Regions from separate parts of the Columba livia genome. Here region 1 is linked to region 2. A link is a contact called in public Hi-C data. All regions are on one chromosome and are shown on one strand. Each heading gives the region's core, a stretch centred on a gene start, on an enhancer-like site or on the middle of the called end of the contact. The rest is flanking DNA. Distances are from core to core; before and after follow the strand shown. Region 1 overlaps RERE (arginine-glutamic acid dipeptide repeats). Region 2 overlaps RERE (arginine-glutamic acid dipeptide repeats).

The links. Hi-C and Micro-C count contacts between places; a contact is called where the count stands out from the background.
Region 1: a Hi-C map of liver shows a contact between it and region 2, with 6 times the contacts expected there. The contact joins two enhancer-like sites. A contact is called at or near these places in 2 of 2 Hi-C or Micro-C datasets (crop and liver).

Annotation. Positions count from the first base shown.
Region 1 is chr21:2,993,071-2,998,267 of bColLiv1.pat.W.v2, reverse strand. The region is part of intron 1 of RERE (arginine-glutamic acid dipeptide repeats); the gene reads left to right. Among named protein-coding and RNA genes, the nearest start is that of RERE, 24 kb to the left of the region's middle. Within about 2 kb of position 3,512, at least 1 of the 3 cell types and tissues checked has an H3K27ac peak away from gene starts, as active enhancers do.
Region 2 is chr21:2,935,427-2,940,776 of bColLiv1.pat.W.v2, reverse strand. RERE (arginine-glutamic acid dipeptide repeats) reads left to right here. Exons shown (of 22, transcript XM_065037951.1): 4 at 2,300-2,405; 5 at 3,799-3,895. Among named protein-coding and RNA genes, the nearest start is that of RERE, 81 kb to the left of the region's middle. Within about 2 kb of position 1,401, at least 1 of the 3 cell types and tissues checked has an H3K27ac peak away from gene starts, as active enhancers do.

The DNA.
Region 1 (5,197 bases), core at 2,263-4,762, 55 kb before region 2:
GATACTGTACCACATGAAAGAGGATTACGTACCCATAATAGTTCATAGTGTATCTTTTTTCATTGCTCTCCAAGGGCAGTTGATTTATTCTCAGGTGTATGAATGATGAAATACAAAACTTGAGTTAACTTATTTTCTTTATAAAATGTACACTTCATGTAACGCTTCAGACGTGCTCTTCTAAATAACCTTGTAATGATCCACAAGCCTTGCCCTGACTTAGAGAAGATTAAGGAATTAATGTCAAATTACAGACATAACTGCAAATAGTATTTATGGTGTTTGGCATGCAGAGAGGCAGACTGCTGACAAACACTACATGTCTTTTTAAGATTCTTTTTTTCTTCTTAAGTATCACAACTGTTACAGGAATTGAATGATGTTAGTATGTCACAAATGTGTGTGATGAAAAGGCAGCGCTGATGTTGTTCTGTTTTGGGAAGGGCTGAGGATACAGGCGGATCTGCTCAGTTGGGGTGACTTTAGCTCTACAGCAGACAGTTGGTTTTATGTCAGCAAAGCTCAGAAAGCCGCCAGTTTTACAGTTAAAGTGTAGGTGCTGCAGGTTAGTTTTGGTGTGAGGTAATAATAAAATGCCTAAGAAGATTGTCTGTGTTATGTAATACTGATGGAATTATGGTTGGATAAACACATTAATACAAGGGAGGAGAAAATGCCCACACTTCAGCTGCGGGAGGCAGAAACGTTGCTGCTGAAATCACAGAATCCCAGAATGTCAGGGGTTGGAAGGGCCCTGGAAAGCTCATCCAGTGCAATCCCCCCATGGAGCAGGAACACCCAGATGAGGTTACACAGGAAGGTGTCCAGGCGGGTTGGAATGTCTGCACAGAAGGAGACTCCACAACCCCCTGGGCAGCCTGGGCCAGGCTCTGCCACCCTCACTGGGAAGAAGTTTCTTCTCATGTTTAAGTGGAACCTTTTGTGTTCCAGTTTGAAGCCATTACCCCTTGTCCTATCACTGGCTGTCACCGAGAAGAGCCTGGCTCCATCCTCCTGACACTCAGCCTTTAGATATCTGTAAGCATTAATGAGTCCCCCCTCAGTGTCCTCTTGTCCAGCTCCAGAGCCCCAGCTCCCTCAGCCTTTCCTCACACGGGAGATGCTCCACTCCCTTCAGCATCTTGGTGGCTGCGCTGGACTCTCTCCAGCAGTTCCCTGTCCTGCTGGAACTGAGGGGCCACAGCTGGACACAAGATTCCAGGTGTGGTCTCCCCAGGGCAGAGCAGAGGGGCAGGAGAACCTCTCTGACCTACTGACCACCCCCTTCTAACCCACCCCAGGTACCATTGGCTTCCTGGCCACAAGGGCCCAGTGCTGGCTCATGGTCACCCTGCTGTCCCCAGGACCCCCAGGTCCCTTTCCCCTACACTGCTCTCTAATAGGTCATTCCCCAACTTATCCTGGAACCTGGGGTTGTTCCTGCCCAGATGCAAGACTCTACACTTGCCCTTGTTATATTTCATTAAGTCTTTCCCTGCCCAGCTCTCCAGCCTGTCCAGGTCTCTGGGTGGCAGCACAGCCTTCTGGTGTGGCATCCATGGCATAATTTCTGAATGTGTTTTAAAATTCAGGGTAGCTAGTTTAAAAATAACACGTGAGAAGTTTTAGTTTAGCTAGCTGTAAATGGCTTACCTTAATCTTGCTATTTTGGGCGAGTGAAAGGGAAATGGGGTCTGAGGAAATGCTCTTTAGCAAAAGACAGGAAGGCTATGGAGATTACTTATCTATCGGTTGAATTGCAGGTCATGTGTTTTTATATGCACAACAGTTTGTTTGTTTTCAGGATGGGAACAGTCGTGCTTCTACAGATAGAATAGGTTGTGCTAAAACAGCGGCCAGACTATTGATCCTTTGGTGAAAGAAATGTGGATTGAGATGGAGTAAAATGTGTAACTGTCAAAGGCTCTACATTGGTATTTAAATAGATGCTACTTTTACCCACTATTCTCAATTTTTTTTTTGTTTTCGTGGTCAAAGGTAAATAAACATATACAAAGTCACATTTTTAAAACTCCAAATTGCTTCTTGCACTGACAACTGTTATAAAACTGCAAACTTTGTATGTGTCAGAGTGCAAAGCTGTGAGCAGGCAGCCTAGTAGACATGGCAGCTGTACACGACTCTGATTTAGACCTTAAACGCTGCGATTTGACAGCTTTTGGGCTCAAAACCCAGTCTTGCAAATGATACTATTGATCCAGCAGTGTTTAGATAGTTTGGCACTTATTTCCATCAGGTTATTGCTGAAGATTCTGTTCCGTAAGGATTCTGGGTTATCTTCCAAACTTCCTTTAGAGTTTTTACAGTGGCAGCCTGTGCCCAGCAGCAGGGTCCTCGGGAGGTCCTTGTGAATCCCTGTACATGAAGGATGAATATCGTCTTCAAGAAAGATTAGACGGATAATCATAGGTTTTCCGGACCAAAAGATAGTTCTCCAGTGTGAGACGTGAGTGAAGCTCAAGAGCATGACCTTCTGTGTTGAATTCTTTTTCTGTGATAGGAAACGTGGCGCTGGGACTGGAGGATGAAGGTGGGGTGAGGGAAACCCCTTCCTCTTGCTCGGGAGCTTTGGCTGCCTTGTGCAACTTGTTCGCTATTCTCGGTCATCGTTTTGAGTCTGATTAATTTGGACGATTAACCCAAAAGACATTGAATCCCGCAGACTGTTTTTTGTGTGGTTTTTGTGTGTTCCTGCTTTAAGCAACAAGTTGGAAGACTTGATAAAGAGAGAAATTCAGAACTGTACAGCTCGGAGTGCAACATGACTTTCCTTAAATCACACCAATCTTACACACATACACACATGCTGTATGTAAATTTAGAAAAGAATGCATTTATCCCCCATATCTGAGAAATGCTGTTGTTTTCAGTGATATGTAATGGGTCTGCTATCAGCTTGTGTGTACAATACAACCTGTTTTTAGGATCCCGTGGGTAGTGGCGTGAATTCTTTAAGTGATGGAGTAATTGGTGTTCGCTGTCGCTACCGAGGAGCCGACTCCAGAGGGCACTCGGCGCCAGCACTGCTTTCTCCTCCCCTGTTTCAACAGCACAAGATGACGTTTCGCTGAAGAAAAGCAATAAAAGTCGCTCTGTGTTCCTTCTGGCTTTCCCACCGACCACACAGCCTCTTGGTATATTGGAAGCATGAATATTGGTTTGGCCCGGAGAGTTAATCTGGAAGATGCGTCTTAATTATTTAGCTCTGGGGGGGGTTCTCTCACACCGTGAGCTCGAACGTCCTACCTGTCGTTTTCATGCTGGCTTAAATAATTTGGATGTTTGAAGTATCTTTTCAGGCCTTTAGAGAGCATAAATAAAAGGATAAAGTGATGGCATTTTCCTCCTTTCTTGGACAAGAGGTAATATATTGCGTTTTTGCCTCAATATACTCAAAGAGAAAGCAGCAGTGTCTTGACCTGCTGTGATTTTTCATGGTCCTTTCTGGTTAGAGACTGTAAACCTTCGAATTGTGAACAGTTCTTCACTGTTTGGTGTTGAGCTGCAGCATCGGGCGGTAGATTTCCGTATCAGATTCCTTTCAGTTCTTCTCTTAAGTGCTTGGGGTGTGCGAGTGTGACTGTTCGGGCTCCCATCTTTTATACTGAATATGCTTTGCCTTCTTCCTCAGGGAAGGAATAACTTTTCCCCCTCAATATACAATCAGGTAATACAAAACTCATAATTTTTACATTTGACTTGAGTGAATACAAGGATAGTAATTGTTTCAGCCTGATGGCGATTAAAACTTGTCTCGCATGTCAGTTATTAAATGTGGGAATAGCTGCAAGCTGTGGAATAAACGCTATGATTTACAGTGCAGCTCTGAATGGCTGTAATGCAAGAAGTGTATAGATTTGTTTGGTATAAAAGCTTCATTGAAGGGGAGAAGCAGCAGCCGCCCGCTAGACCATTTCTGGTTGTGATTTTTATTTTAACAGGCTGAAGCTCAATGTGGTGATTTGTGTGGTATAATGACGGTAATTCCGAGCTGGAAGATGAGTTATCTGTAATTTCGAGCCTTTCTCAGTGTTACAGCTTCTTATCAGCGGAGTTAACAGGAGCTGAACTGTCTGCATTACCCCGAGTTTTCCTCCTTTCTCAAGGTAAAGGTTAAAGTTATTACAAGCGCGTCTGTTCGCTTTTCTTGGCGTTGAAGAGCGCTTTGGACACTTGCACATTATTGCTGTGGACATATTTTTCTACTTAACGTGGTGAGCAGTTGTTTAATTGGAAAAGCTGTTACTTCTGTTGATCCTGACTATAGTAAAAATCAATCTCTTCTCTGCAGTCTGAACTAATAAGAATCAAACTCAGTGAAGGGTGAAAATGGATTAATCAACAGAGAACCATTTTAAAGGTTATTTAAAAAAGCCAAACCCACAAACAAACCAAACACCCCCACCCAAGCTCTGAAACCAACGAGCCAAACGAGGTTCTGTGTGTTGCAGGTTGGAAGATCTGCCTGTACTCCTTGGGATTTTTGAGCACTTTGCGCACTGCTTTTGTTGTTTTTTAGTTCACATCGTGAGTAATGAATCAAATAATGAGCTGGAGTGGGAATCAAATGTATTAAAGAACTTCTGTGATGTTGCTGAAATGTGAGCATTATGTGCTGTATTTTGTTTTTCCTTAATGCTTTCAGTTGGGCTGTTGTCAGCACTTGAGGGGAAAAATGCCAACTTCTAATTGGCGATTGCAAAGTCAAGTCTCTACCTGGTCTTTGTGGTTTATTTGCAGTGTTTCGGCGGGTCTGTCGCCTTTCCCGGAGGACACTGACACTAGGTGGCATTCTGCGGCTTCACCGTGTCCCCGCATTAAAACCGTCACCCATTCCTCTTGAACCCTTTGTGCTCAAAGAGGTTTCTGATGTTTCTCTGCAGAGGCTTTAAAGCTGTTTGTTTAGCGTTACACTGGAAACTTGCTTCACGTAGCCCGAAACTGTGTTCCTGTTACCCAGGAATGTTTGCTTTTGGTGTAGATGTAACGTAGGACATGTCAATATTTTCTCGCATGTTTGTTTTCTGGAGTTGTCCCTTTGTGTGCTTGTTTCAGGCCTTAGTGTGCAGCTGATTTCATCAAAGGTGGAATATCTGGAGCACAATGTACAACAGGAGGGAATTATACTCTGGGTTACAATTTTCTGCAAGTACTTTGGAGAAATTACATAGATTAC
Region 2 (5,350 bases), core at 152-2,651:
GGTGCAAAATAATACTAAAGTAATGTTTTCTGAACTAGGGGACACTTCTGTGTGCACGTGGTTCTAAACCCATGGCGCCTGTGGGTACGTTCTGCAATGGGAATGACACACAGAGTTAAAAGTTGGCTGACAAAATAGCATGTCTAGGAATTTTCTTGTGTGGTGCAGGATATAAATGTGACAGACGCTTGATATTTTTAGGGAGGTGGAGACTTCAGGTTAAACCCAACAGGGTTGCGCGTGTTGGAGAGCAGATATGGAATGTGCCTTTTCAAGATGAAGCTTTTAAATTAATTGGACAAAAAGCAGCAATCATGGTAGAAGGGGGTGTTTAGGAAGGAGATCAAAGATATGTATGTTGGCCGTGTTTGGCTTTTCCTGTCATTTAGAATTCATTTTCATAAAATGTAGGTTTTAGAAGTTAAAAGCATAGGACGTTAGTGTACGCCATGGCTTCAAATCTATGCTTATGCACACACCGTTGGGATTGATTGTTTTTATCATCGGTTTGAGCTCTAATTCTAACTTCACCTTTTTCCTCTGTAGTTTTTAACAATATGTTATTTTTATTTCTGAAGTATAATGAAAGAAAAGCCACTTTGCTTTGTTATGAAAACCCCCGTCATTTCTTCTCCAATTCGTCATTGCCCTGGAAACTCCCCCGTGATCCGGTCCCGTGCCCCCCGTGATCCGGTCCCGTGCCCCCGTGATCCAGTCCCGTGCCCCCTGTGTTCCTATTGCGAACTTGATTCAGGGCAGGAAATGTCGTTGTTCTTCCACATGCGCAGGGAACCTCTGGAATAAAACACAGCAAAGGGAACAACCTGGACGTCCCGGGAGCCTGAGAGCAAGGTTTCAAAATGGGCAATGAGTATTTTCGGGTCAAATTGATGTGCTCGAACCAGCAAGAAGCTCCAGGCTGTGTGTAGATGTTCTGCTTTCCTAAAGTACGTGATTTTTGTGTGATGAGGTGATTGAAATACTGTAAAACGTCGTAAGTGCTTTAGGAAACTGGGGTGTTTGCGATGAAAAAGCAGAAATCGGTGTTGCCTCTTAGTCGCTGTCCTTTCTTATTTTCATGCGTTAGACAAGCTCGTTGTCTTTGCAAATGTATTATTAAAAAGTAGGTTTCACATGTATTCTTGGGATGCTCCCGGCTGTTTTTTGGGGTGTTTCACACTGAGGACATGTGCTGTTCACAACCTTTTTTCTGGCACAATGCTGCCACTAGCAGCTTTTTTGTGGTATTACATGTGTTTTCCATCAAAGGCTTCAAGAATTTAATGGAAATATTTTGGCGTTTATTAAGCAGAAAGGGTGGAAATTGCTGTAACAACAGAGCTGATGTGAACCCAAGAGACAATAACATTTTCTGGTCCAGTAACCTACGATTTAACTTTGAAATGTAAATGTTTCACGGGCAGTCATAGGAGGGTCTAGAGAAGTGTAGGCCGGGAAAAACAAAGGGCACTTGCAGTTGCCTCATTCCGAAAGAATGTTGGTTTCCCTTCAGGCTTTCCTCTGTTGCTTCAAGTGTTTTGAAGCAGGATTTGGAGGAATCGACTACCCAGGCTTTCAAAGATAAACTGAAGCAGACAGTCTGTAATAACTTGATCTGGGAATTCTCTTTTCAAGTGGTGTTTATGCTCGTTTCCTTCCGAGAAGGAACAAAGTGGTAGTTGGTTCTCCAGTGCAAAAGGAGCGCTTGAGGAAGGTACTTCAGTGTAAATTGTGCTGTTGGCTCTGTGAGGTACGTGAGCAGTCAGAGCCGGTAATTATTGGATTGAAGTGCAGCATCCTGTGCTTTTGTGTAGAGGAGTCTCATAAAGAACATCTATGATTATATATGAATCCATCCATCCTTGCGGGGCGGGGGGGAAATCTGTTTTCTTTCAGAATGGTTGCATTGAATTATGTTGCCATTGGTATTCTCTTCTGTGTTTGGCCATAAATACTGTTTTGTAGAAACTGGCAGACTAAGACGGGGCTGCGTGAGGCCAAGGATTGCAGGCTTCTTCTAATCCCTGTCTCTTCTTGGGTGTAGTTTTAAGTGACTTGTATTTTCTGTTCAGATACCCAGAGGTACAACTGCATGTTGATGCAGGTTCTCGTTGCTTTTGTCTAATTTGAAAGTCAGCCATTAGCACATTGCCCTCGTTTCTTTGCCATACAAGTGTCTTCCTCCCTTTCGGGTTTTGCTGCAGGTTTCCTTCAGCGTGCAGACAAATTGTATACCGTACAATGTGTCAGATGTGGTCCGATTTCCTTTTTAGTAATGCCTTTAGACCTTCTTTTTCAGAGCAAACGGGACCACCTCCTGATGAACGTCAAATGGTACTATCGCCAGTCTGAAGTCCCGGATTCAGTCTATCAGCATCTGGTTCAGGACAGACACAACGAGAACGGTAAGTCAGGCTCTGCGGAGTACGGCCTGCTTTACTTGTACTCTGAATTTTATGTTTCAACAGCCCAAGAAGCAAGAACACTTCTGTATAGGGATACAAAGCTGTTGCTGAAGACAGATGATAGTGTTGCTTACCTGCCTTGTACGTTCTAATGAGTGTATGTCCTGTAACCAGAGCTATAATTGGATGTGTTCCAGGTCTGGTTTAAATACCGTGTTATATTATATTAATGCCTTAAGAGAGCAGAAAAGAAAACTAGCATTGGATCCCTTTTAGGCCTTCTGGACGGTCTGCTAATACCAAACTGGCTGAAGAAATTGTCAGTCTCTTCTATTTTTGGTGATTCTGCCGTAGTGTCAGGAGAACTACATTTTTACATTCATACTACCCTGCGTGCATGAATATTCAATGTAATTAACATTGCGGTAAGTGATGTAACTGAGGGATTTGTAGCCGAGTCCCCCCCTTTTCTCCTTGCAAAACCCAAGTGCGATCTGGGGTTTAACAGAAACGCAAGAAACTTTAGTACATATTCCAGTGTCATTTATCTCTTACCTCTAGGGGAGACAGAACATTTGCTTCTATTCTAACCAGGAAATTTCCTTGAGGCAACTGTTAAAATTCTGAAGATACTCCAAGGTGAATTGTGATGAGAAAAGTTAATGCTTCAAATATGGAACACAGCAACTTTTTGGTGCGTGACAGTACCAGGTTGAGCAGACATCCTCCTTTTTGCAGGTGTTACCGACATTGTGTGCGTGTAACATTTCTTACTAAGTTATTTGAAACTTCTAATAATGGGATTATATGGAGTGTCCAAGAAGTGAACATTTTAATAACCTCACAGCTTTTTACGTCACACACTTGTGCACGTGGAGAAATGTTCTTGTGCGCCATTCAAAGGTATTATAACGAAGTCATGGGAAAGGTTGTCTTCCAGTTTTTTCTTAACACTGAGAATTTTCTGAGTTTGAACATGAATATCCATATTTATGTCAAAGCCAGAGCACTAAGCAGTTAGCACTGTCAAGATTTTACTGAAGATTTGCGATTAAATGTGTGAAACAACCAAAACTTTAGCCCGGAACGCAAAAGTCAGTGATAAATTAACTAGCAACATTGCTTCACATAGCAGAGACCACTTCTGGTGGTCGGTAGGTAAGATGTGTCCACTTACCCCTAAAGTTTGTTTCCAAATTCACGTGTAAATAGGGGTATGATGTTATTTCTGTACGTGCAGACCGTGTAAACGATCTGAATGTTTGTCATCTTGATGCTGAGTGTGTATCTAAGAAGGGTGCTCAGCCTTTGGGCTGTGCGCCCCCTGTGCTGTGGCGGGGCTGCCAGCGCCAGCTGACGCCGCGGTCCCTTCCTGTGCTTTGCATCCCGGCAGACTCGGGGCGAGAGCTGGTGATTACGGACCCGGTCATCAAGAACCGCGAGCTCTTCATTTCGGATTACGTTGACACGTACCACGCCGCCGCCCTCAGGTGAGCGTGGGGACGTGGGGACGGGGCTGGGACAAGGATGAGAAAAGCCTTTTTCTGGTTTTCTATGGGCATCGTGAGCATACTGCTCGGCTTTCTCCTCATCTCCTGCAGTAATTAACTCGTGTTATCTGTTCTCATTCAAAAAGAAGCTGTAATTCTACAATATCGTTTTAATCTCAGTTAATCAGTGTTGTTTCCCATCCTTTCCAACTCAGGCTATTGCTGGTTCCCTCAGAAATATCCTACCCTTCCCTCCTCCGTGTTTGATCTCACTGTTAACAATAGCGTCTCCCAGCAAAGCCAGGGTTAGTGCACTGCCCTGATTAAACTGCGCTAAAGGCTTTTGCTCTGAGGCACTTGTCATTGTTGCAGCTCAGCTCAGAGCTCCATTAAAAGCTGGCTGTGCAGACAGGAGGTGATGGACCCGTCTGTGGTGCCCTCTGTTCTGTGTGCCCTTCCCTGGAGGGTGCTGCTCTCTGTACCGCTGAGTTTGGGCTGGGCTGAGGGGCCGCACTGTTCCTCGCAAACGTTTTCAAATAGAAACAGCGAGGCATTACTCTTCGGGGGATTTTCAACGTGCCAAACACGCATGGATATTGTCAAAATGCAAATTGAATAATCTCCCTGATAATAATGCTCAGATGGTGTTCCACTAGAACCATCTGGAGACATTTTTTTGTTCAGAGCCACTTTGCTGAAGCCACTTACTTCAAGACAAACTGTTGCAAGGGAGGGAAGAGGTCTTTGATTTACGTATTAGACTTTACAAACGTGGAAAATTCTGGTGGCAGCTTCAGCCACCAGAATAAAATAAATATTAGTGAACAAGTTTGTCTTTGGGTTTTGCTGTGCGACATCTCCATTGGGGACCTTGCTGATGTTCTCCTACAACCTGGTGTGACCTGTGCACAATCCAGTGGCGCTTTGTCCTTCACCAGAAGGCAATTGAGTGGGAGTTAGACAGTCATGGGACAGTTAGCCGACCTTGCTCACAGGAGAGCCCTGTTGATTTTGTCTTAGACCAGTGGGCACTTTTCTCCATCCTTCATCCCCCTGCTGTGTTTTTCCTCACCGGTAGCTGTTGGTGTTGTGTATCACAGAGCTCATCTGCCGAGGCCAAGTTTGCGGTGGCTGTTGATTTTTAAGCCCTTTTTGAAGTGCTTTTGCCACAAAAAGGGCGGCAAGCTTAACATTTCACCTTTCTCGTGCAGTTGATTTCAAGTACGTGATGTTTTTAAGCCAACAAATCTGGTATTCTTACAGTCAAAATAATTATCCATCTTGGTGTACTGCTGGCTATAGCGCTTTTCATTCCATTTTAACCAAGACTGCCAAACCTTTCTAGAATGTTAAACAAGCCCCACAGCGGCTTTTTTATAATAGCAAACACTGTTCAGTAAATACAAGCAAAAAAGACGCTATCTATATTAATCCTAGAAAGCTTGACGTGCCGGA